Linked DNA regions of Mus musculus: all the other regions are linked to region 3. The links are chromatin contacts, called in public HiChIP or PLAC-seq, Micro-C and promoter capture Hi-C maps. All regions are on one chromosome and are shown on one strand. The core of a region is the stretch at or near the end of the contact, and the rest is flanking DNA. Distances in the headings are between cores, read along the strand shown.

Evidence for each region. Promoter capture Hi-C pulls out the DNA fragments that hold promoters and counts their contacts. Hi-C and Micro-C count contacts between places; a contact is called where the count stands out from the background. HiChIP or PLAC-seq counts read pairs in DNA pulled down with a chosen protein or histone mark.
Region 1: a Micro-C map of embryonic stem cells shows a contact between it and region 3, with 5 times the contacts expected there. The contact joins the promoter of Snap25 here to the promoter of Jag1 in region 3. A contact is called at or near these places in 1 of 39 promoter capture datasets (pre-B cells), 5 of 484 Hi-C or Micro-C datasets (embryonic stem cells and nephron progenitors) and 1 of 115 datasets of contacts at active chromatin or transcription factors (embryonic midbrain).
Region 2: a contact with region 3 is called in an H3K27ac HiChIP or PLAC-seq map of the NIH/3T3 cell line, with 9 times the contacts expected there. The contact joins the enhancer-like site here to the promoter of Jag1 in region 3. A contact is called at or near these places in 11 of 39 promoter capture datasets (the 3T3-L1 cell line, 3T3-L1-derived adipocytes, HPC-7-derived erythroid cells and 6 more), 2 of 15 datasets of contacts at CTCF or cohesin (both in the NIH/3T3 cell line), 17 of 484 Hi-C or Micro-C datasets (the MC3T3-E1 cell line, the STO cell line, adipose-derived mesenchymal stem cells and 8 more) and 14 of 115 datasets of contacts at active chromatin or transcription factors (the NIH/3T3 cell line, astrocytes, cardiomyocytes and 11 more).
Region 4: a Micro-C map of embryonic stem cells shows a contact between it and region 3, with 6 times the contacts expected there. The contact joins the enhancer-like site here to the promoter of Jag1 in region 3. A contact is called at or near these places in 1 of 39 promoter capture datasets (the 3T3-L1 cell line), 17 of 484 Hi-C or Micro-C datasets (3T3-L1-derived adipocytes, cardiomyocytes, cerebellum and 6 more) and 5 of 115 datasets of contacts at active chromatin or transcription factors (astrocytes, embryonic stem cells, epiblast stem cells and 2 more).
Region 5: a contact with region 3 is called in a promoter capture Hi-C map of liver, with 6 times the contacts expected there. The contact joins the enhancer-like site here to the promoter of Jag1 in region 3. A contact is called at or near these places in 13 of 39 promoter capture datasets (the 3T3-L1 cell line, 3T3-L1-derived adipocytes, the C10 cell line and 9 more), 10 of 484 Hi-C or Micro-C datasets (the 3T3-L1 cell line, 3T3-L1-derived adipocytes, embryonic stem cells and 4 more) and 13 of 115 datasets of contacts at active chromatin or transcription factors (cardiomyocytes, craniofacial prominence, embryonic forebrain and 8 more).
Region 6: a contact with region 3 is called in a promoter capture Hi-C map of the 3T3-L1 cell line, with 12 times the contacts expected there. The contact joins the enhancer-like site here to the promoter of Jag1 in region 3. A contact is called at or near these places in 10 of 39 promoter capture datasets (the 3T3-L1 cell line, 3T3-L1-derived adipocytes, cranial neural crest and 5 more), 1 of 15 datasets of contacts at CTCF or cohesin (the NIH/3T3 cell line), 4 of 484 Hi-C or Micro-C datasets (the 3T3-L1 cell line, the MC3T3-E1 cell line, cumulus cells and 1 more) and 13 of 115 datasets of contacts at active chromatin or transcription factors (the NIH/3T3 cell line, cardiomyocytes, craniofacial prominence and 10 more).
Region 7: a contact with region 3 is called in a promoter capture Hi-C map of trophoblast stem cells, with 5 times the contacts expected there. The contact joins the enhancer-like site here to the promoter of Jag1 in region 3. A contact is called at or near these places in 7 of 39 promoter capture datasets (the 3T3-L1 cell line, HPC-7-derived erythroid cells, cancer-associated fibroblasts and 3 more), 1 of 15 datasets of contacts at CTCF or cohesin (the NIH/3T3 cell line), 10 of 484 Hi-C or Micro-C datasets (3T3-L1-derived adipocytes, the MC3T3-E1 cell line, adipose-derived mesenchymal stem cells and 6 more) and 13 of 115 datasets of contacts at active chromatin or transcription factors (the NIH/3T3 cell line, cardiomyocytes, craniofacial prominence and 9 more).

The regions. Positions count from the first base shown.
Region 1 is chr2:136,712,143-136,715,317 of GRCm38.p6, forward strand. Snap25 (synaptosomal-associated protein 25) reads left to right here and starts at 1,308. Exons shown (of 8, transcript NM_011428.3): 1 at 1,308-1,458. It overlaps Gm32659 (a long non-coding RNA gene), which reads right to left and starts at 2,196. Exons shown (of 3, transcript XR_375013.3): 1 at 1,731-2,196.
Region 2 is chr2:137,592,827-137,596,063 of GRCm38.p6, forward strand. No RefSeq gene overlaps it. Among named protein-coding and RNA genes, the nearest start is that of Gm14064, 69 kb to the right of the region's middle. Within about 2 kb of position 1,840, at least 15 of the 459 cell types and tissues checked have an H3K27ac peak or open chromatin away from gene starts, as enhancers often do. A contact at or near this core is called in the NIH/3T3 cell line and muscle stem cells, where this site is marked.
Region 3 is chr2:137,115,153-137,118,376 of GRCm38.p6, forward strand. It overlaps Jag1 (jagged 1), which reads right to left and starts at 1,368. Exons shown (of 26, transcript NM_013822.5): 1 at 1,025-1,368; 2 at 252-557. The coding sequence starts at 1,105.
Region 4 is chr2:136,677,028-136,680,088 of GRCm38.p6, forward strand. The region is part of intron 2 of Gm32659 (a long non-coding RNA gene); the gene reads right to left. Among named protein-coding and RNA genes, the nearest start is that of Snap25, 35 kb to the right of the region's middle. Within about 2 kb of position 1,759, at least 280 of the 459 cell types and tissues checked have an H3K27ac peak or open chromatin away from gene starts, as enhancers often do. A contact at or near this core is called in 3T3-L1-derived adipocytes, astrocytes, cardiomyocytes and 10 more, where this site is marked.
Region 5 is chr2:137,552,285-137,555,483 of GRCm38.p6, forward strand. No RefSeq gene overlaps it. Among named protein-coding and RNA genes, the nearest start is that of Gm14064, 110 kb to the right of the region's middle. Within about 2 kb of position 1,482, at least 2 of the 459 cell types and tissues checked have an H3K27ac peak or open chromatin away from gene starts, as enhancers often do. A contact at or near this core is called in liver, where this site is marked.
Region 6 is chr2:137,612,681-137,615,794 of GRCm38.p6, forward strand. No RefSeq gene overlaps it. Among named protein-coding and RNA genes, the nearest start is that of Gm14064, 49 kb to the right of the region's middle. Within about 2 kb of position 1,266, at least 2 of the 459 cell types and tissues checked have an H3K27ac peak or open chromatin away from gene starts, as enhancers often do.
Region 7 is chr2:137,493,561-137,496,601 of GRCm38.p6, forward strand. No RefSeq gene overlaps it. Among named protein-coding and RNA genes, the nearest start is that of Gm14064, 170 kb to the right of the region's middle. Within about 2 kb of position 1,636, at least 10 of the 459 cell types and tissues checked have an H3K27ac peak or open chromatin away from gene starts, as enhancers often do. A contact at or near this core is called in trophoblast stem cells, where this site is marked.

The DNA of each region.
Region 1 (3,175 bases), core at 58-2,557, 400 kb before region 3:
CCCAAGAGGCCATCAAGTTTTAAGATTGCGAGGCACGACTTCTAATCGCATCCTCCGCGGAAAAGTACAAACAGTTCCTGAGACGAGGTCCCCCACCTCCCACGCGCTCCCCAGCTCTCCCTCCCTGCCTAGAACCCGGACAACCTCCCCAACACCTGTGAATCATCTAGAGGCTGCACCACCGAACTATTTGCATATCGCCGCCTGCCCTACCCAGCTCCTGACTGCTCCTGACGCACGACAAGCAAAGACAGGATTATATTGTGTGGTTATTACTTCTAATCTTTCATCTGAACCAGCAGAAGTAGACATTCTTGCTCATACCAGACCCAGAGGTTCAGAGGGTCGGCCACTGAAAGTGCTTGTGCAATGAGTGACCCTCCAGATTTCAGTACTGTCCTAGCCACCTTCCCCCCACCCCCACCCCCGGATGTCTGGACACGTTCTAAGAAACCCGAATACCGCTCTAGGCCCAGACTGCAAATTCAACCCGCCACAGAGTCATCTATAAGCCCCGGGCAAACAACTCGCAACTCAAAGCCCTAGCCCTGCAAACCCAAGCTAATAGGGCTAACTAGCTTCCCTCTCCCTTTCCCCAACTCAGGTGTTATCTCGGTGATAATTGCTCTGACGTACTTTAAAAGAAAGTGTGAGCCTTTCCCAAACTGGCCATGATTAAATGAGAACTCTAAACCTGCAATGCTGCTTTAATACAATAATTTTCATAAAAATAGCAATGTGAGTAACCTGGTCACGAAAGGAGCTGGTGAGAGCGAGAGCTGAGGGGAATGCCTCTTCGGACCCTCTTCTCTGGAGAAAATAAATCACAACAGAAATCTATGCCAATCCCTCACATCATTACCCTTCTATTCCTTTACCTTCCTCTCGTGTCTGTGACTCAACCAAAGACAAATCATCAGGGGAACGTTTTACATATAAATATGTATATGTTTACATTATTATAATTGTATATACATTCCAAACACACGTATTTACATACATATATTCACATATGCATGCACACGTAAGCAAACGCATAGGCCATCAGGAAAACAGTCGCAAGAAATATGTATTTCCCAAGACGGTGCTAAAATGGAGTCAAAAGAATCGCTCCATTTGGGTGTTTATAAAAGATTGAAATAAAAAGGGTTGCTGCAAAGCGCTCAGGGAGCTGAGTCAAGCGCTCCGCACCTCCCGGCTCCTCCCCTACCGCCCCCAGCCACCTTCCTCCCTCCGCCCTCCCCCATCACACTTCCTCCCCGCCCCTCGAGGAGCCGGCTATTAAAAGCTGCTGACGTCAAAGGAACGGCCATCTTTGATGAGGGCAGAGCTCACGTTGCATTGAAGAAGAAACCTCGGGGAGGTCTGGAGCTGTCTTTCCTTCCCTCCCTACCCGGCGGCTCCTCCACTCTTGCTACCTGCAGGGATCAGCGGACAGCATCCTCCGGAGAAGACAAGGTAAAGAGCCCCCTCCCCCGATCCAGGTCCTAGCCCTGTATGGCTGCATACACAGAAGGGACTGCAGCTGGCAGCCCAAGTGAGCCTGGGTAAATACAAGTATTGGTGCACTTAGGGTGCGGTATTCCCTGTGTGCATATCTACCTAGACTCTCGCCTGGGGCTGCATAAAAGTATTTTCGAGGTGAGCTGTTTGGAGAAGGAGTGAATGGGGACACTACAGATGGAGTGGTGGGAAGAAATAGCGAGGATGTGTACAGAATAATAACTTACTCTTTTGAAGCAGCCGTGGGACCCTCTTCCATCTTGCGATGCAGTTTTGAGATATGTTTAGGTTATTAGGATTGTGGGGTTTTTTTTCTACCTGTAGTCTAAAATTTAAAAGCAAAACACGATCTTGTAGTTCGTTCCAACCCTATGATTATGACTGTAGTGTTTAGGGCACTGCTACCCAAGGGAGATGAGAAGGCAGGGTGTGGGCGCTGGGGAGGCGAAAGGAGAAGGGGGGCAGTTCCCTCCCTGGGCAAGCTGAGCTGCGGCAGCGGCAGCGGCAGCAGCCTCCATGCCCCACAGACTTGATTTATGCCGCCTGCCCCAAGTCAGCTACAGGCGAGCATGTGCTGCAAAGTGGGAGAGCTCTGGAGGTTTGGTGCGGTGGGCTAGACTAGTGGGGGTGCGATGGCGGGAGCTCAGCACCCTGGACAGGAGTGCTCGGCGCCCGCGTCGGCGCCCTGACCTTTCAGCACCGCGGACAGCGATCCGGCTGCAGCGCCGCATTACCTGCTGCAGAGATGCCTGGCTGGGACTAGAGGCCAAATTTTCTCTCTGAGATCCAGGTCTTATAGAAAGTCTTAATAGAGCTCGCATAGTAGATTAAAAGAAAGACAGAAGAATAAATCCTGTCAGCAGGGATTTATTTACAGACAATTGCCTGCTCTCTTCCTCACTTCCCACGTAGCTTCAAGAAAAAGCAGACTACTTGTAGAAGCCTTCTGTATTTCTTCCTGTGCCTTGGTTTAGACAAAAACAAAACAACAAAACAAAACAAAACCATACTTTTAAAAACGGTCACTTATCCTCCATTACGACATATATACTGTAATTTTTTGTATTTAACACAGGGTAGATATATCCGTTGATATTAGGTGGGCTCCAGTGGGCTTATAAGATGATGCTAGTACTATCTATTTATAGGACAGTTCCTTCCCTGTGTTTTTTTTTAATATGGGTTATCTGAACTAGTTTCTGGAATAAATCCCTTTGTCACTTTTCCTTTATTCTTAAAACTAGGTAGAAACAAGCATACACAGCCAAAAGAAAAATTTCAATATCTTTGGCTGTGGTTTTGGAGTTAGTGCATTTCATATTAACATTGGATATGGCAGATTGATTGCTGTAGATGTTGACGTTAAGAATGGTCATCCTTGGGAGAAGTTAAACATGTCCTTCAGGGTTATGAATCGGCTGAAGCAGGAATCTGACCCCCAAGATTCACTGCAATTTCTATTATGGCACTGCAGGATTTTGCTGAGGTCATGATAACTATTTTCTTCTCTGAGGCTTAGAGACTCCGCATGAGCAAAAATTGTCATGATGATAAATATCTGTTTGATTTAGAGTCTCATAATTGTCATGAATGTATCAAGACTAAAATGATATGCTTTCCACAGTTGTTAAATGAGAATAACAGCTTCATATATAAGGATGTATATAATGCA
Region 2 (3,237 bases), core at 590-3,089, 480 kb after region 3:
CTGCCTTGTAGTAGAGTGAAAATATGTCCTTCTAGACAAATATATGCCATTGATAAAATGAACCTTCTCTGGAAGAGGAAGTGTTCTCTTCTATCCCTTTATATGGCAGAATAATCTTTCCCAACTCTAATGAAATTGTGTTATTATATTTCTTTTCTCTTTAGCATACCTATGATGTAGCTATCTCATTTTTCATGCTGCTACTTAGATCTGAATATGTAAAATGTGAAGTAATTCTCATAAAAATTCACCACAGGATTCCCCTCACTGAAGACTATTCCATAGAACCAGAAGCTATCATCCAAGCTTCTAAAGAAGGGGGGGGGGGCAACTATCTTACCTAGCTATGCCACCTGTGAACCACACCAATGACCAACTTGGTACAATGACTGTTAGGATTCAGCAGCAGGACACATGCCTTGGTGATAACCAACCACTTTCTAATTGGGTTTAAGACCTACTCAACAAGAGATAATCCGTGGTACTGGAAATCTGGCTAACTACTTAGTGCTAGTGAAGTCAGAGTTATTGGGGAAGAATCTACAACCACTAATTTACTAAACCAGCATAATTCCTAACAACAATCTGTAAAAACGTAAACACTTATACTTACACCCGCAAATAAGTGTAGTCTTTACCCCTTGTCAAGGAAACCTTTCTTTGAAACAGATGGAGACCATTATAGAAATCCACAGCCAGTCAAAACATTGAGCTGTGGATACTTTTCCCAGTGGATAATCTACAAAGCACTCCCCCATATAAGGGTTGGGGAATATTGTGGAAGCAGCACCGTAAGAATTTTTAAGACCTCTGAAATCAGGGAGTTTGCTGTGATATTGTGTGTCCCAGTGATGCCGGAAGCTACACCCCTAACATCTCACTAACATGACTGCCCAAAGGTGATTTCAGCAAGGAGCACAGTAATGAACGTGAAAAACTGGATGGGGGGAAAGCCCACAGGCCTCAACTCTACACGAAGTGATATAGGCAACCGAGGAAAGCTGGGAGCAGGAAAAAAGAGACCTTCCTCAGGAGAGGGCGCACCAATGAGTTGCCCAGTGCCAAATGGTCAGCCTTGAAAACATGCATACAACATAACATTATACAGACTGAACAGATTATATTTGAGAACATATATGCATACATTGGCAATTAATTTTTTTAAAGGACATGAATTGGAAGAAGGGCTGAAAAGGGTATGGTGGGAGGGCTTGGAGGGAGGAAAAGGAAGAGAGAAATGCCTAATTAAAATATAACCTCTTTTTTTGGGGTGGGGTAACCTCAGAAATAAATAGATTAAAGCTAAAAATGCAGCATGTGAATCTCATTAATATTTATGTGTACAAGTTTAGAGATATACTTTTTTTTTAATCAGACTTGTGGAAAGTGAAAGTGGTTATGTGGGTGATTAACACTTAATGTGGAGCTTGTTCTTCATCCCAGCTCTTTCTGGTATGCCTTTTTCATTTGTTAATAATCTATCTTCTCTTTTTTTCTAGATGATAGGTGATAGTTGAGCCTTAAAATTTTTAAAATCTTAGATTAAGGAAAGGTTTGATTTGGCTTACTGCATACACTTAAGCACAGAAAAGATAAGTTTAGTAACTAATCAAATAGTCCTTTGATTCAGAATTACTTTGGCAAAGTGACCATTGTCTTGTGGACATTGGGAAATTGCAATGCTAGCTTTTATATTGTTGTTGTTCCTGAGCAAGAGACATCCTTAACTATCTCTGCCTGTTCTTACATAAGTGAAATGAGTTAACGCTAAAGCAATGTTCAAGAAATCAAAATGATGACAAAGCCAAGAGCATGAAATGACTAAGGCTTTGTTGCTTGTGGCTTAAGGGGGTGGGAGGTGCCGCCGCCCTCTGAGGTGTCTGAGTGGGTCACCCAACAGACTTGCCAAGGGCTGGGAGGGAGGGAAAAAATAAATTGGACAACTTTCCTCTTGGGATGAAGCCCAGAGTTACGTGGTCTGGAGTGATGAGAACTGGGTGGGCATACAATTAAAAGGAGAAAGATGGATTGAAGTAGAACAGACATAGAAAAGATAGTAAGCTAAATGTGATGACTCTTTGATGGCTCCTGCAATACACACTCCTCACGTTTACAAAGATGGAGAATCTCTTTTTTTGCTTGACTTCCCTATATGATGCTTAAAATGCCTATACTGTAGCAAGAAGTAAATATGGAATAATACCTATGTTAATTGTTATGTAAAAATATTCTTAGAACAAAATTATATAGTAATTCATTTTGTCGATGAATTTCTCTCAACACTTGGACACATTTCTCTCTCTGTCTTGCTCTCTACTTCTGAATATTATGATGAGATACTGGGAATGGGGAGGATACAAGCTTATAATTAGACAACAGCTAAATTAGTTTTGGACCTTTCTTCTGGTATTATATATTTCTTGATTCTAAAAATATGCCATCCTATCAATGAGAAGAAATGTCCTCCATGGAGTGAACTTCATGCTTCTTGAAATTCAACAGAGCCAGGTTTTGACTCTTGACAATGCATATGAGATACTGCATTCATTGGCACTGCCCTGACCATTAGAAGAGCTGATAGTTTTCTACACCATCATTCTTTATTCCGCCAGTATTTTCTTCAGCCTTAATCCAACACACTCTATCCATAGTCAAAATTCATGTCTTTCACCTACTTAAAAAATCATTGGCTCCTCTTATGATTGAACTATGTTCCCCAAATTCCTATGTCAAAATACTTTACCCTCAGTAACTTACTTTCCAATTAGGTCATTATAGATATGTTTAATGAGAGAAGATCCTTAATACAGGACCCAATCCAATATGACTGATCTCATAAAAAGAAAGTTTCAAACATAGAGACATATTTAAGGAGAATGTCATGTGAAAATAAAGAAGGCAAGCCTCTAAGAGTACTCCTCACAGAGTAGCATATCTTTCTTTTCTGTCTCTTAGAAGGAATGAGTCTTACAAGTACCTTGATTTCAGACTCATGGTCCCTAAATTATGAGACAATTTCTGTTGCTTAAGCGACTCAAATCTGTTGGCTTTTGTTGAATCAAACTAACAAATTACTACAGATTCTATTCTTATTAGGATGATGCTCTACACTTCCTATGTTCTAGAAACATAGTAGAATATAAAAGGAAGAAGACATATAACCTAATCTAAGCAAAATTAGATTTTTGGAATTGTGAATGAGCTTAGAAAAAAAAAACCATTGAGTAACTATTGTAA
Region 3 (3,224 bases), core at 118-2,617:
TAGCATCCTTGCGTACTTTCCCCCAGCAATGCTCTTCAGAGACCCCATTTCGCTGCGCTAAGCAGACACCACCCAGAATGGAAGACCCGCCCGTCTCATCTTGTCCAGGTCCAGCTGTAGTCTGGACTCTCAAACTTGCCACCCCCAAAGCCTCTCAACTTAGTGCCAAGTTTCAAGTGGCATTAAATCCTTCTCAAGGCAATATAGGGCTCGGCCCCGCGTTCGACTCTGTCGGTGTGTCGCTCACTCACCGGCCAGGCGAAACTGAAAGGCAGTACGATGCGATTACGGTCGTTGCCACGGCTGGCCTTGAGATTGAAGGTGTTACCCCCGATGACAGGCGTAGACCCTGAGCCGAAGCTGCAGGGTCCCCCGGCAGTGACGCGGGACTGATACTCCTTGAGGCACACTTTGAAGTACGTATCACACTCGTCGCGGGTGCACTTGCGGTCGCCAGGGTTCCGGACTCCACCACAACAGTTCCCATTCTGTAGCTCTCCATTCACGTTCTGCATGGACAGGATCTCCAGCTCAAACTGACCCGAGGCCCCGCACACCTGCCAGCGAGGAAGGAAGGTCAACGCATGAGAAAGTTTTCTCTGAAGGTGGAGGTGGAGACTCCTTGACACCCCCCACCCCCAATACACACACCCCAGGCTGCCAAAGATCCTCGGTGGCAAGTGAAAATAATTTTGCAAAAACTAGGTTTAGGGCTCAACCTGGTTTGGGGGCATAAAAAACACAAGTGCGGGAAAACTAAGACAAGTGCCCCGAAGGACCGTGAGAACGTAATGATCGCATTTTGCCCAGCCTGGAGGAGTTTATCTTTCGAGGCCAGGGGCTCCCCTCTGGGGAACCAGCGTTCCCTCACCGGGTGCTGCCTCTCGGGTGAAAAGTCAGGGTCAGGGAGCCTTGTACTCAAGGGCTCCGGAACTTGCACTGGGAGCCACAGCCGCTCCCGTCCAGAACGCCACGAGGGAAGGGAGAGGACCGCGGGGAGCAAGAGCGGGAGAGAGACTCCTACCTTGGCTCGCAGGGCACAGAGCAGGGCGAGCAGAAGACTCAGGGGGCGCCCGGGCCGGCCGCGCGTCCGTGGGGACCGCATCGCTGCGCCGCGCGCCACGGGCACTCCGGACGCCGCCGCCGCTGCTAGCGCTGGTGCTCCCGCCGAGGCTGCCGTCGTCGCTGCCCCCGCGGCCGCCGCGTCCCGGCTCTAATATACTCCGTGGATTGGAGCATGCACGACTGGAAAACAACACTACTTTTCAAAAGCCCTTTCAAGAGCCGCGCGTTCCAGAAGGCAAAGAGCCCGGCCTCCTTTTATTATTCTGATCGCTTCTTTGAGGCGCTCCCCCCTCTTCCACCTCTCGGCTTTCTTTCCTTCTCTCGCGCTCCCCTTCTTTTATTATTATGATTATGCGCAGCCTTTTATTCCCTTTCAGATCAGCTGCATGAAACGCGGGGAGGGAGGGGAGGAAAAAAAAAAAAAAAACCTGAGCCTAGCTCGCCGGCCGGCTGCAGGTAACACAATGACGCGTGCCCGCCTGGCTCTCGAAGGGACCCGGAGCGCCGGTCTGGGAGCCGGGACTCCGGCTGGCCACCTCTTCTCAACACGCGGAACAAGGCGCATGCGCGATTGTTAATATTCATAAGGGGCGTGCCATCTATTGGGCACGCCCCTTTCCTCCGGGTTGTTGGGGAGGGGAGAAATTGAGAAGGGGTTGGAAGTTGCGGGACGGACCGGGTGGCATGGCCGCCCGAGGGGCCCCCACACGCAGATCAGTGTCCCGGGGAGCCCGGGCCAGGAGAAAGGAACCTGGAAGGACCGTGGAGGAGCCCATGGCTCTGAGAAGCCCAGAGCGCCTCCGCTGGACCGCCCCCTCGGTGCACGGCCTGGGCTCCCTTGCAAGCCCCAGGTGTAGGCGCCGCGGTACGGCCGGAGCAGTTGGGGCGGGCGGCTTCCGCCTTCGGAGCCGCCTGCGTCAGCTGCGGCTTTTGCCCCGGGGAGGAGGGCCTGCCCGCCGGGAACCCGGGCCGCTCCCAGCAAGCGAGCCCAGAGCCCTGTGCTGGCGGCGGCGAGACTGGCGCGCTCGCCGCCGTCTCCTCGCCCCGCAGAGGCGACCTGGGCAGACTCTGCTGGGAACTTTGAAAAACTTTCCCGGAGTCAGACTTGCCGCAAACTCGAGGGAAAGCCTCGGCCGCGCGCCATCCCTTCCCAAATCCATGTCCGTGGAGCCTCGGAGGGGCTCCCAGCGTCCTTTCCAGACCGCGCCGGGGCAGAGGCGTGGGGGAAGCAGGGGGAGTGGCCGGCGGGCACCCGGGGGCTCAGCCCGGACTTCGGGAAGGGCTTTCTGAGACGCCGAGGGCTCCGCCAGCCTCCAGCCCGGGCGCAGTGGCGGGACTGCACCTGTAGGCGGCCTCCGCGCTGCTCTCTGGGTGGCGAGACGCGGCCTGAAAAGAACCTAACCGCTGTCGTGGTCCACAGAACTTGGCTTCTCCTGGGTGGTGGTGGAAACCGATGCCATTTTCCACCTTGAGGCAGGCCTCGCAATTAGCAGCGACACTCCTGGTCATAATCAAGGTCAAAGGGAACCCAAAGGCTGGCTGAAGTCTCTGCCAGCTCCACTCCAGGCGGGTTTAAACGGAGCTCTTTAGGAAAACAGATTTCCATTAAAGGACGAAAAGGGTTTCTTAACTTGCGTTGAGCCTGTCCTGAAGAAAAGCTCTGATTTTTCCGAGATTGCTTTAGCGCCTCAACCCTTCTAGACATCAGGGCATGATGGGTAAAGGGAAAAACAGTTTCCAACATGCTGAACACGACAACATAACAACACAGGTTATTTGTGGTTATCTACGTTTAAAGAGTGGCCCAGCATAGATAGTGCCCCATACCACTTGATGGGGTTGAGAAAGCTGAGTTCCAGGCTAACAAAGATGGTTCCGTAACTTGGGCATTTTAACCACCTGAGATAGGTGATTTCTTAATGGCAATGCATCTCATTCTAACCATTCCCGAGTAACTTAATCCATAATTGGGAAGGGCATATCCCAAATCAGAATGAGTTTGCAACTGGTCACAGAAGCACCTGGCCTACACAGCAGCCACCTGGGCATTTTCCAGTGTGCCCAGTCCTCCTCCACCCAATGATCACGAATGCAAAGCATCCCGTTTTCAACATTAATTCAACACAGGTTTTTGTTTTTGTTTTTGTTTTTTTCCCACT
Region 4 (3,061 bases), core at 509-3,008, 440 kb before region 3:
AGAAAAGGAACGAGCTGGTATGGCTACCAACTGGCTGGAAGAGAAATGACTACCACGATGGCTCTTGCTCAGATGAGTGGCAATCACATTGCAGCATGCCAGTACAGACCTTAGGATTCTGTTGTCGACTGGCAGTTGACCAGTTGACTACAATAACTTAGTGGGCTGAATGAGCTACAGTAAGAAGTCCATACGCTTTATAAATGTTGGCATCCCTCCAAGCCTTGAGAAGTACAAAAATATAGAGATAACACTGGCTATACTGTGAGCATGCCGACATCTATTTGAATAACAGCTTTAAAATATTTACATTCCAAAGTAATGGGGTATTTCAGCTTACAGAGAGATCGGGGAAATACTAAAATCTACATCTTACTTAGGTGTCCAGCTTGTTCATAGGTCATGGTGTAATCTGACGTCAGTTCAAGATCATTTCTAGCCAACCAGTTTGAGTGGGAGACAACAGATATTCTGAGGAAAGGTCATTAACTTATGAAGTTGAGCAAGCTCATGGCCTGGTCTTCTTCTTTCTTTACATATTCATCAAACACTTACAATGTGCCAGCCATGGGCACTAGAACAATTCACAAGATAAAGCCCTAGATCCCAAGGAACTCATTCTTTAGAGGAGATGTTCTATTTACAGAACAATAATGCATAATGAAGTAAATGCAAAAGGGGAAAACTCAGCACAGCTGTGATAGACAGGATCTATTTTGGGTAGGATGGCCTTTGAGGCATGGGGGTGGGGGGCACTTTACCTGTGGAGGGGCCATCCAGCATGCCCGAAGACCCAGAGGCAGAGATAGATGATCAGCGGGGAGTTTAAAAAACAGAAACAGCATGACTAGACTAAAGTAAGGGCACATAGAGACCAGAGGGTGAGACATGGCAGGTGGCGATCATGGAGGGTCCTCTCAGCTTAGCACCGACTTTGGACAGGAAGATATGCGGTAAACAATGGTCTTTCTTTGCTTCCAGAATCTTGACTGATGTATGGAGAAATGACAGCTCTCTTCTTTTGGGGGAATCGAGCTGGTATGGCCTAGAGAAACAGAGAGCTTCCCACTGCCTCTCTGTGAGGCAGGACTTAGAACCGGGTCCTTTATGAAACATGTCACTGACCATCTAGCTTGAAGCAAAAGCACATCGAGGCCCCGAGGGGCCTCTTCAATCTGCTGCCACAGTGACTCAGGAGGGAGAAGGGTCCCTCTAGCTCTATCTTAGCAGGAGAGTCTATGGCTCCTGGAGGTGGGAGCTATCCTAAGATGTGTCTTTTGGTTAGTTAATACTGATAGGATCCTAGCTGTAACTACCTTCCAAAGATGGACTGGGAACCAGCAGAATGGTTATTTTGAGGATATTCGAGGCCTCCAGACCCTATTTCCCTTTTTCTAAGTAATACAGATATTCTTAGAGCTTTAAATTATGAGTGCATTTCTACGCTCCTGCAGAATTCAAGCTGGGAGTCTGGGTAGGAAGCTGTTTTTAAGGCCAGAAACTTCTAAGGACTCTTGCTGGCTTTCCCCGATCCTGGAGTGAGGCCTCTGTTATGGCTTAGCTGCTTCAAAAAACCCTGAGTCATTCCAATGGTCCTGTCTCCCCTTTTCCCTCCCGCAGCTCTCCCAGTGCAGAACAATCTAGGAGCAAACACCCTCCTCCCCTCCTGCGTAGCCGCCTCTGCGGACAGAAAGTGGGGGTGGCACAGCCCGGGCAAGCCGGCGGGGAGGGCGCCGGGGACGCGGTGCAGGCTGTGGGCGGAGGAACCGTGTCCCCGGTGCCGCAGTGAGCGGGTGGCGGAGGAACGCGGGCGGGAGGCCTCCTGAGTCACTGCGGCTGCGGGGCGCTGGAGCCTCAACCCCCGCCCTTGCAGGCTGCGGCGGGGGCGAGATGCGGCATCCCCTGGGTCAGGGGTCCCTCCGGCTTTCCAAACAGCCTGTGCTCATTTCCGCGGGGGCCTCGGGGCACTGCACACTCACTGCCCTGTCACTATTTGTTAGTCCTACATCTGCCCCGCGGAGATTCGCCTTAGACCAGAGACTTCTATGCCACCCCCGGGTGGATTCGGGGGCCCTCGCGTTTGGCGAGGTGCCCAGAGCGTCATCAGAATTTGGGAGATCAGTAAACAACACTAAGAGGAAGGAGTGGGGAGAAGAGGAAGGGAAGGGGAGAGCAGAGGGCGGGAGAAGATCAGAAAGACAAAACCTAACAAAACAAAACAAAACAAAATAAAACAAGCAGGAGTAAGCGGGGGTGGGGCATTCCTAATTTGCAGTGCCGAAGCCCACCCTTCGGTTGTATAGAAACTAAAGCCCTCTGTAGCAGTGGGGGTCCTCCCAAGATTTATGTTACTGAAATCAAAGCCAAGGTTCTCGGGGTTGGGGGAAAGTCTTTTGCGTCTTTTGCTCATAAAATATGAGAAGGCTCAAAATGCTGTCCTCAAAATACCACTTGATTGTAAGGCAAACAGACTAGTGGCTCTTGCCTGCTTCTCTACCATAACCTGCAAATCTAGAGCCAGTAAGAGTCTCCGAAAGCATTTAAGTGCCCATTTTACAGGTTAGGAAACAGATTCGGTGAGGGATGTGGGCAAGAATCAAAGAGATGGGGTGGAGTTTCCGCCCCATGTTTTTCCCCTTTGCCTTTCCTTAGCTCTTCACTTCATTTCTCCCATATTAAAATTCTAATAGAAGCCCCGGCCCCACTCCAGGCCCAGAGTTCAACTTCAGTCGGGAAAACAGTGAATTCTGAGTGCCAAGCCCCAAGCAGCCGCAGCTAAACAACCTCCCTCCCCACGCACGCCGAGACTGTCACAGCTGCCAGCCGCAGCTTGACAAGTTTCTGGGGCATCTATGCGCACCGAAAGAGGTGCGTCTCCTGCGGCAACAAGAACAGATTTTTGCCATCTCATCCCCACTTTCGCAGTCTCCAGTTGGCTTCTTGTGATTGGCCAGAACTTTCCCTCTTAGAGATGAGGAGAATCCAGTCCTCCAACCAGCTAAGAGAAAACAACACTCCACCACCTCGCAGCAGCAGACCCGGGACGCTCCACCCCCTCCAA
Region 5 (3,199 bases), core at 232-2,731, 440 kb after region 3:
GTAGAGGACAACTGTACATATGAATTGCCAACAGTTATGATAGCACACACAAGACCTGTGCAACTCAAGCCAGACAAAATTCCATCATGCAGAAAGGTGAGCATGGAGTGCTACTCCAACATGGGGAGGTATTGGCAATAGACATCTGCTGTGGGGGGTAGGGTCTGTTTTCTCTAAGAATGCAGCCTTTGATATATGTTGACCAAGCTCCAGTGGAAGGCCACATGTCAAAGAATGTACGGGTAGCACAAATTGTACTTAATGGATCGCAAAAAGACATAGGTATGGTCGGTTAGGGAAGAAGAGGGGTATATGACTAAAACACATGGAATTCTCAAAGAACTAATAAAAACTTACAAAATCCCAATGATATGAATTCAGTCAAAGTGAATGAAAGTGAGGGGCAAAATTGCTGTCTCCATCCTGAAATTTGACATTTCCATGGAGTCCTGATCAACTACCTAGCTTTCTAGTTTTCCTAACAGGAGTGTGAATACAGTCAAATCCAAACTTGAAATTATAAGCGAGCTGCACTTCTTAAGTCCGCACAGCCAGCGTGATCTCCGGTTCAAAGTTCTCTCTCAATGCAACAGACCTTTGGGTATTGGTGCTGTAGAATAGACTGCAAGATCATTGAAGGTGCTTATGAAATATACAACTGTAGCTATGGATTTAGTTATTCAAGCCTGTCTAACAGTTTTTCTTACAGAATAAAGGAAGTAGTTGTGATAGTAGGAGATTTTCTCTTCCTTTAAAGACTTCAGATATACTTCAAAAATAAAGTAAAATTATCCACTTTGACCTGTATTTAAAAATATTTGGACATTTATATCATAATATTAAAAGAGAATGGGACTGTTTTATGGTTTCCTTCTAACTTATGTTTCCATACAAGTCATCAGTTACATGAATTTAAAGCATGCTAGCATTGTCTAAAAATTACAACTTCGTTTATAAAATTATGTTTTGATTAAGGTTTTAATCACCTTACTGTAACAAATTTAGGTGCAGACTATGCTGGAAGGGAAGATTGTTTTTTCAAAAACAGGTGACTTAACGAAAAGCCTGGTCCCTAATAAATGAAATTGAATGGGAAAATTGACATTTTTAATTTAAAATTGTGTGTGTGTGTGTGTGTGTGTGTGTGTGTGTGTGTGTGTGTGCACATGCACACCAGGATCTCACAGAGGTCAAAAGAAGGCATTTAATCTCCTGGAACTGGAGTGCCATGCATTGTGATCCACTGTGTGGGTGCTGGGAGTACAAACCAAGACGTATGCAAAGATAGAAAACTCCTTAAGCCATAAGCCATTCTTGAAATTTGATTGAGTGATTATATGTTCAACTAGTACTTGAGACAAAAAAGCATTAACTTTTACCTTACATGAGAAATGAATTCAATCAATATTGAATGAGTACCAAGTACATGACAAGCACAGATCTGAACTTTGGGCTACACTTCTAAACAACTCTCCTGGTTTTAGTCCAAGAGGAGAGAAAGAGGAAACAAGACTAATAGGATAAATACAGAAGATAAAGCTTAGATGAGAAAAATTAAGTAGGCAGGAACCACAGGTCCTTTGGAGGACAGATTATCATTTTAGATAGCATGGTCAAGGGAGAACACTCGGAGAGGACAGTTGAGTGAGAACTTGGGGAAGGAAGGTAAGGGAGAAAACTCGCTCACATAGAAGCAACTGGCACAATGCAGAACTACATTGGCAAAGCAGAGTGGGAAAAGGTAATGAGAGCAGGATGTGGTGTGGGGGACACAGGTCATGTTCAGCCTTGAGAGAACTTTGACTCTGAGTACATGAAGTCACTTTTGGAAAAGCTTTAAAAGAAAGTTGCTATTTTATTATTGATGACTTTAAGCAAATACTATAACTGCAATATTGAAATTGGTCTGCAGGTAGATAGGAACAATACAAATAAAAACAGTTATGAAGCAACCACAACAATACTGGTAGAAAGGATCTTGGGTGAGACTAGTAAAAAGTATTGGTCAAGGTTTCAATAGCGAATATGTTGCTCATTAAAATTTTTGAGAAGTAAGGTTTTTTAATATAAAGTTAATTTCAAAGTGTGGGTGGAGTATAGAGGAAGCACAAGGGATGCTGGAGTAATCCAGGGTGAGTAACGCTTGCTTAGAGTCAAAGGATTAGAGAAGGCTGTAGTTCCAGAACTTGACTGAAGGACAAAGCTATGTAGAGACATTCCCTTGAGATGAGCAGGGACACAACATCTCAGATGACCTCAGAGAGTGATCCCAAACACTTGACACTATGACTTCAACAGTTTTCTCCTCCCATCCTTACTCCCATCATAGTCAAACTCCCCGCTGCCCAACCCCAACAAGAGCCAGAGGCAAGAGAATCATGATTGCCTCTTTTCCTTCCTTGTTTTCTCTTTCCTTTCACTCAGTGGAAACCTTGTATCTTTCACACAGGTATATCAACCACACTTCAGAACAGGCTCCATGCTCAAATAAACTCCATGATTTTTCTATTTTTTTGTTTGTTTGTTTTGTGTTCTTTTATTTTAAAGAACGTATTGGTTCCTTGTTTTTTTTCTCCACATTGTTTTAATTAGGTATTTTCTTTATTACATTTCAAATGCTATCCCAAAAGTCCCCTATACCCTCCCCCCCCTTCCCCCTTACCCACCCAAACCCACTTCTTGGCCCTGGTGTTCCCCTGTACTGGGGCATATAAAGTTTGCAAGACCAAGGGGCCTCTCTTCCCAATGATGGCCGACTAGGCCATCTTCTGATACATATGCAGCTAGAGACATGAGCTCTGGGGGTACTGATTAGTTCATATTGTTGTTCCACCTACAGGGTTGCAGACCCCTTCAGCTCCTTGGGTATTTTCTGTAGCTCCTACATTGGGGACCCTGTGTTCCATCCAATAGCTGACTGTGAGCATCCACTTCTGTGTTTGCCAGGCACTGACATAGCCTCACAAGAGACAGCTATATCAGGGTCCTTTCAGCAAAATCTTGCTGACGTATGCAATAGTGTCTGGGTTTGGTGGCTGATGATGGGATGGATCCCCAGGTGGGGCAGTCTCTGGATGGTCCATTTTTTCCTCTTAGCTCCAAACTTTGTTTCTGCAAGTCCTTCTTTGGATATTTTATTCCCTATTCTAGGGAGGAATGAAGTATCCACGCGTTGGTCTTCCTTCTTGATTTTCTTGTG
Region 6 (3,114 bases), core at 16-2,515, 500 kb after region 3:
AAAATTGAGAGGAAATAGAATTAAGCTTCATTATTCACCTTCAAAAAGTAAGCAACCACTTAAGGGCTATTGTGAGAATTTCTTCTGGCAATATTGTATCAAATTGTTTCTGAGAAGCCCTGGTATGCTCAGAATACCAATGTAAGAGAAATAAGTGATAGTGTCGAAATGTTAGTGCATGAAGGCTGCTAGGACATTGGTGGATGTCTTTATGGCTCTGTGGTGCTGTTTACACAAGAGTTTTAGATCCTTCCTCTTTATCTTTGATGAGTCCTTGGAAACAATATGTAATAACAGAACATTTGAAGGATGATCCCATCTTTCCACTACAATCACAGCAAATTATTTATTGACTTAATTATGCTTATAAAAAGTAAAACTCATAATTGTATTAAATCATCAGTTATTTGAATTGGACCTAGTTATTCTATTAATAATTCTGAATCGATGAGTCACTGGTTCATAATAATTCATAAATTCAAATAATTCATAAATACAAATGTTCCTAAATACACTAGCCAATATCTAGATTAGTAAATCAAGAATGAAATAATATTTTTATTACCAATATAGTTTGGATATATTCATGAGAAGTTAGAGTCTTACAACTCAACATTTGGCATGTAGACTTTTGTGACAAAGTAAATAGTGTTCCCAAAGTCTTGTTTCACTATCTGGTTCTATCATTAAATAGTGTATGATCTGGACTGCTCATTTTTTCTTTCTGGATTAGTCATGATATGATAGAACTAGAAGAAATGTGTCTAACCAGAAGTATGTATAAAAACCTACCTTTCAGTGGGCAATGGGATACATAGATTTTGTGTGTGTGTGTGTGTGTGTGTGTGTGTGTGTGTGTGTGTACTTTTTGTTGGTGGTGGTGTGAGTGCTATATGTTTCTTGGACATAAAGGGAGATGTTAAAGTTGACTCTACTTTGTAACCAGGACTCCATAAAGAAGAGCTTTGATTTTTGAATCATAGATAATTCTTGAGAATATTTCTTGATTTTAGGCCTGTTTGCATAAGGTAATAGGTTTGAGTACACATAGAAACAATGTGTTAATTAAAATCAACCATTAAATTGAAGCAGAAATGCCAACAATCTATTTGTTGATTGTTGATAGATCGGAATAAAGGATCTGAGCCAGGTCATATGCTATAGTTTGGACCAACAGATAACAAATGAGTTGATCGTTAAAAATTCCACAACTGGCAGATGCATTCATAGAGCTTCTCAGAGGTCTGGAAAACAAGGAGGCTGTGTGGTCTAGAAAAGGAGGTAGCAAGACCTTGGATCTCCTCCCAGAACTTCCACTAACCACATGTGTGACCTTGGGCCAATCATTTAACCTTCAGATAAGATCAGGTTTCTTATCTGCAAATGAGAGGCTATGTTAGTTATTCTCAGAGTCCACTCTTCACTGAAAACTTTATACTTTAACTTAACATAAGCAATTTTTTTATATAATTCAAAATACCTAAGAAGACAATGTGAGGGAAGTGAGGTAAGCCAGAACAAATACTCTGCTGTTATATTATAGATCTCACAGATGAAGCTAGGTCATCTATACAGGTTCACAATTGCTTCCCACTGTCATTCTCAGGAGTCTTCCTGCTCACTCCAAGGACTGAATTTAAGTACTCAGTACTTGATTACCAGCATTCAGATAAGAAAGACTTTCAAATTTCCTGAAATAGTTAACTATCCAATTCAGTTACATAAGCTATTCTTTTTGTTACTATTTAAAGAATAATACGTGGGGGGGGGGCACAGCCATTTTACATGTATTTTAATGATTTTTTTCAAAGTGAACACATCCGTGGAACTAGGGCCCAAACCAAAGGCCAGAACATTGAGGTTCTTCCTTAGCACATTTTCTTCAGTTCCATCCTCCTCCCTTTATGATGAATCACTGTCTACACTAGAAATCCTATAGATTTCTATAGGATTTTTTTTGCTGTTTGTTTCTATTCATTTTAGCAATATTAGGTTTGAAGCCCATTCATATGGCAACATTAGTGGAAATTGTTCAATCTTAGCTCTACAAAGTAATCCACTGTGAATGTATAAAATAGTGCTGTATATGATTTGGATAGTTTCCACTTTGGTACTTTTAAATATATATATATAATTTATTTTTATTTTATGTGCATTAGTGTTTTGTCTATATATCTGTGTGAAGGTGTCTGATCTTTGAGTTACACTTATGAGCAACCATGTGGATGCTGGAAGTTGACCATGCATCCTCCGGAAGAGCAGTCCATGCTTTGACAGCTGAGCCATCTCTCCAGCCCCAGTTTTGGACTTTTACAAATAACACTTCTATGAACATGTTAATCTGGACCTTCTGCTGACATGTATTAGTATTTTGGATGTGTATGTCTAAGACAGTAATTGTAGCATCCATTGGGTACAGCACACTACTCTGAGTGCTTTCAACTCGGACTTCTTGTTTACTGGTGGGATCTTCAGGGGATACAGCCTTGCTTCTTGGATTAGAATTGTATTAAAGACTCATACATGTGCACCTGAATACAGATGCATTTTGTTCTCATGTTAGCCTCAGCTGGTGTTGAAACACACAATTGTTCACTGAACACTAACTATTTAGTGACAAGGGTGGGGAGAATAGAAAGGAGAGGAGAGGAGGAAGAGACAGAGAGGGAGAGTCAGAGAGTCAGAAAGAGGGACAGAGAGACAGAGTGAAACACAGAGTGATAGAGACAGAGAGATACAGAGAGAGAGAGACAGAGAAAGAGAGAGAGGCAGACAGACAGAGGTAGAGAGAGGGACAGAGAGACAGAGAGACATAGAGGCAGAGAGAGAGAGAACCCTCATTATCCTAAGTAGAAGCAACAGAATCTCAAATTTCACCAGGAGTTTGAAGTGGAATGCTTCACAGAACATAAAAAGTAAAATATAAGAACACCATGTTCTGTTAATGGTGCCATGTGAAGCTATCTGGTATTTGGCACTGTGAGCCTGTGCTTTGTTTTGAATTTAACCGAGGATGCAGCTGAATACTCAGAACTTGGAGCAGGAGCCTCTCTCACGCTAATAGCTGCCATTAATCCTGAGACTTGGTATATAAACAGTTCTATGGTTCTTTTC
Region 7 (3,041 bases), core at 386-2,885, 380 kb after region 3:
TAATCAAATAGGGTTTTTTTATAAGTAGTTATAAATCAAAATAAAATCTGTCATATGCTGACAGGTATGATTTAAAATGAAAACTCAAAATAAGATGTGGGACCAGAGCCTGAGGTTAGAGTAATTTTAAATAGTATGGGTAAGGTTTGTTTTAATCCCTTTGAGCTGGGACCCGATGTTGCGAAAGAGAAAGCCTGTGAGAATATGAGGCACGAGGGAAGAGGAAGACCCAAGATTCAAGGCAGCATGCCAGGAAAATCAGATGGATGGACTGGAGAAAGCGAGAAGATGGCAGAGATTGTGGTTATGAGGTCATGTTGTCCAGTTTATGTAGAGCTTGTGGAATTTTATGTCAAGCATCCTAGGAAGCCACGGGAGTAACTGAGTCATCAGTACTGACACCATTCAAGCAGTGGGCTATAGGGGAAGGTCTCCCAAGCTCAAAGCTGTCCTGGCTAAACTTCAAGTGATCATACCATTTCCAACAGGTTTACAGGAGTGCAGTGATTATTGCTTAAGTTTGGAGTTTAGAAGAACTTTGGGTTTGAAATTTATATTTTTGAGGCACAACTGTAAAAATATTAACTACAGCCAAGAGACTGGATACAATCAAGTAAGCAATCGAGCAATTAGATAGAGGAGGGGACAGCCAGTGCTTGATAAGAGCTGTGTATGAGTAGATATAGCTTCACATCATGGGATAAGTACTTTAAAATATCAACAGGGTCACTGTCTTTTTCAGTGTATAAAATGTTTCTCCCTTGATCCCATACTACTTCTTTGTAAGGGATGAGGAGGGGTATAAAGATGACTGTCTTTCATTTCCAGGATGTCGATTAGCATTATTGTTACAGAATAGGAAGGTGGCATCTCCGTGGTTTGAAAAAGATGCATTTATAGTTGCAGTGTTTATTTTACCAATGTTCTTCAATATAGCCAATGAAGACAGACCCTCTTGGACTGATAAACCATATTTATTTCCTCTGTGATTTTCTTCCAAGTACAACCTTGGCCTGTAGACACTGATTCAGTCTTCACAAAGTTGGTCTGGGCTAGCCTAGTAATGCTTATTTTCCTTCATTCAGTCCTGGTGAGTGGGAATGATCAGCTTCTGTCATCATTCACCTTGTTGGGTCTTTGTGCTTTCTTTGCAAGAATGATCACTTTTTGTTTTGAAAGGAGTTTAGAAACACACAAGAATACAGGAATACACAAGAATGCACCAGGAATTCAGGTTCTTCAATTGATTATCCATATAGAATCATGTTTTGAATGATTATATGTTTGTTATGCTTCCCCCAACTTACCTACCAATTTACTGTGCTGTATTTTTGAGGACAGTTGTGGGAAGAGGAGGGAGAGGCAGAGGTGGGAACAGAATTCTTTTTTAAACTACTGCTTGTGAGTTATACAAGTAGCCCAGCAGTAGAGTGTTTGCATCGCATGCATATGGCCTTGTTTACATCTTCCCTCTTGAAATATAAAATTAAAAAAAGATAAAGACAAGAAGAAAAGGAGCCCTCCTAACAAATGTGTGAGTTTCCAAATATGATGAAACACCTACTACAATGTGTGTTTTGTGAATGCCTTTGACTCTTCCTACCTGACTAGACTAGTTCCCCCAGGGCAGGGATTGTGCTTTGTTCAGAGAGGAATTCCCAGTGACTAACATGACCCCTGGAACATGGGAAGCACTCAGCAAGGCCTATTGAATGAGAATCAGAAATCATGCCTGTGGCATTATCCGCTTGCTATGAAAGGGGGTGGGGGTGATATCATGTTTTCCCAATAAGCTATCACTTCTTCTTTTTTTACAAGCTGTGAGATTGCGCCTCCTCACCAAGGACCTTATTGCTTTTACCTCTTCTGAGATGATATCATTTGTGGCTTTGGTCTAAATTGGAAATGTCCCATCTCTGAACTCTCTATCACTTCTTATGTTTTTCAACTATTCTGCTATAGATTGTGATCCATTGTGAAATTGTGATCTCTACTCAACTACATAAACCACTGTGAGCCTGCCTCTTTGTAACACTAGCACCAAGAATTACTTGTGGATTCTCAGCCCTATTCACACTAGATCACATACCTCTTTTTGCTAGCATTATATGTCCATCCTCTTCCTGCTCACTCAGTCTTTCCCCTTTGGAATGGCCTATATTCAGTGAACTTGTGACTTTCTCCCCACATCTATCACACTTCAAACCTGTATTACCTACCATACTACTACTTGCTTATATTGTTTGAATATGTTAATGTGGAAGATTTCAAAGTTTACCCTTTACAAGGGGTTACCTGGATAACTTAATATTGTAGGTGGATCCTACCTGTCTCATTCCACCCCAAATTCTGATTCAAAGGGTATGGGGCAAATCCAGAAAGTTTATATTTGTGACTTGTTCTCAGGTGATGTTGGTGGTACTGATCCAGGGCCATACTTTGGAAATCACTGGGCAAATTGTGTTCAATCCTAACAGTACAATAGAGTAGAACTTTTAATATAGATATGCTGGTTCCCTTCTGGGACACTTTAATTAGAATCACTGGGTGGAGAGATAACGTATTGTTGGGTAGCAAAGAGGCCACCCTTTTCCTCTCCTGGAACTAATTAGCACAGCCCTCTAATACAAGCATGCATACTTTACTGGCTGTACTAGAGGCAATCAAATCCCCAAGATAACCTACTTTATATTAGTTGATTGCATAGCTTTGTAAGAATGATTCCTGAAGTAGCATATTTGGCATCCCCTGGCCCCACCTCAGACAGACCCACAAAATCATAGGTCTGGGTTTTGCAGTTCATCCCTATGTGTTTCACAAGAATTTCAGGTGATTTTGTTGCACACTTGGATTTAAGATCCAATACTCCATTAGGTGATACTGTTTCTGGGTCTGAGAAGTTCTACTCAGGTTATCATGCTTGAAAACTGGCCTCTGTAGATGGTGGTTCTCTTTAACAAACATGTGGGACTTGGAATGTGGGGCTTAGCTAGAGGGGGTAGGTCACTTGGGGTGGGTCTTTAGAACTTACATCTCTTTTC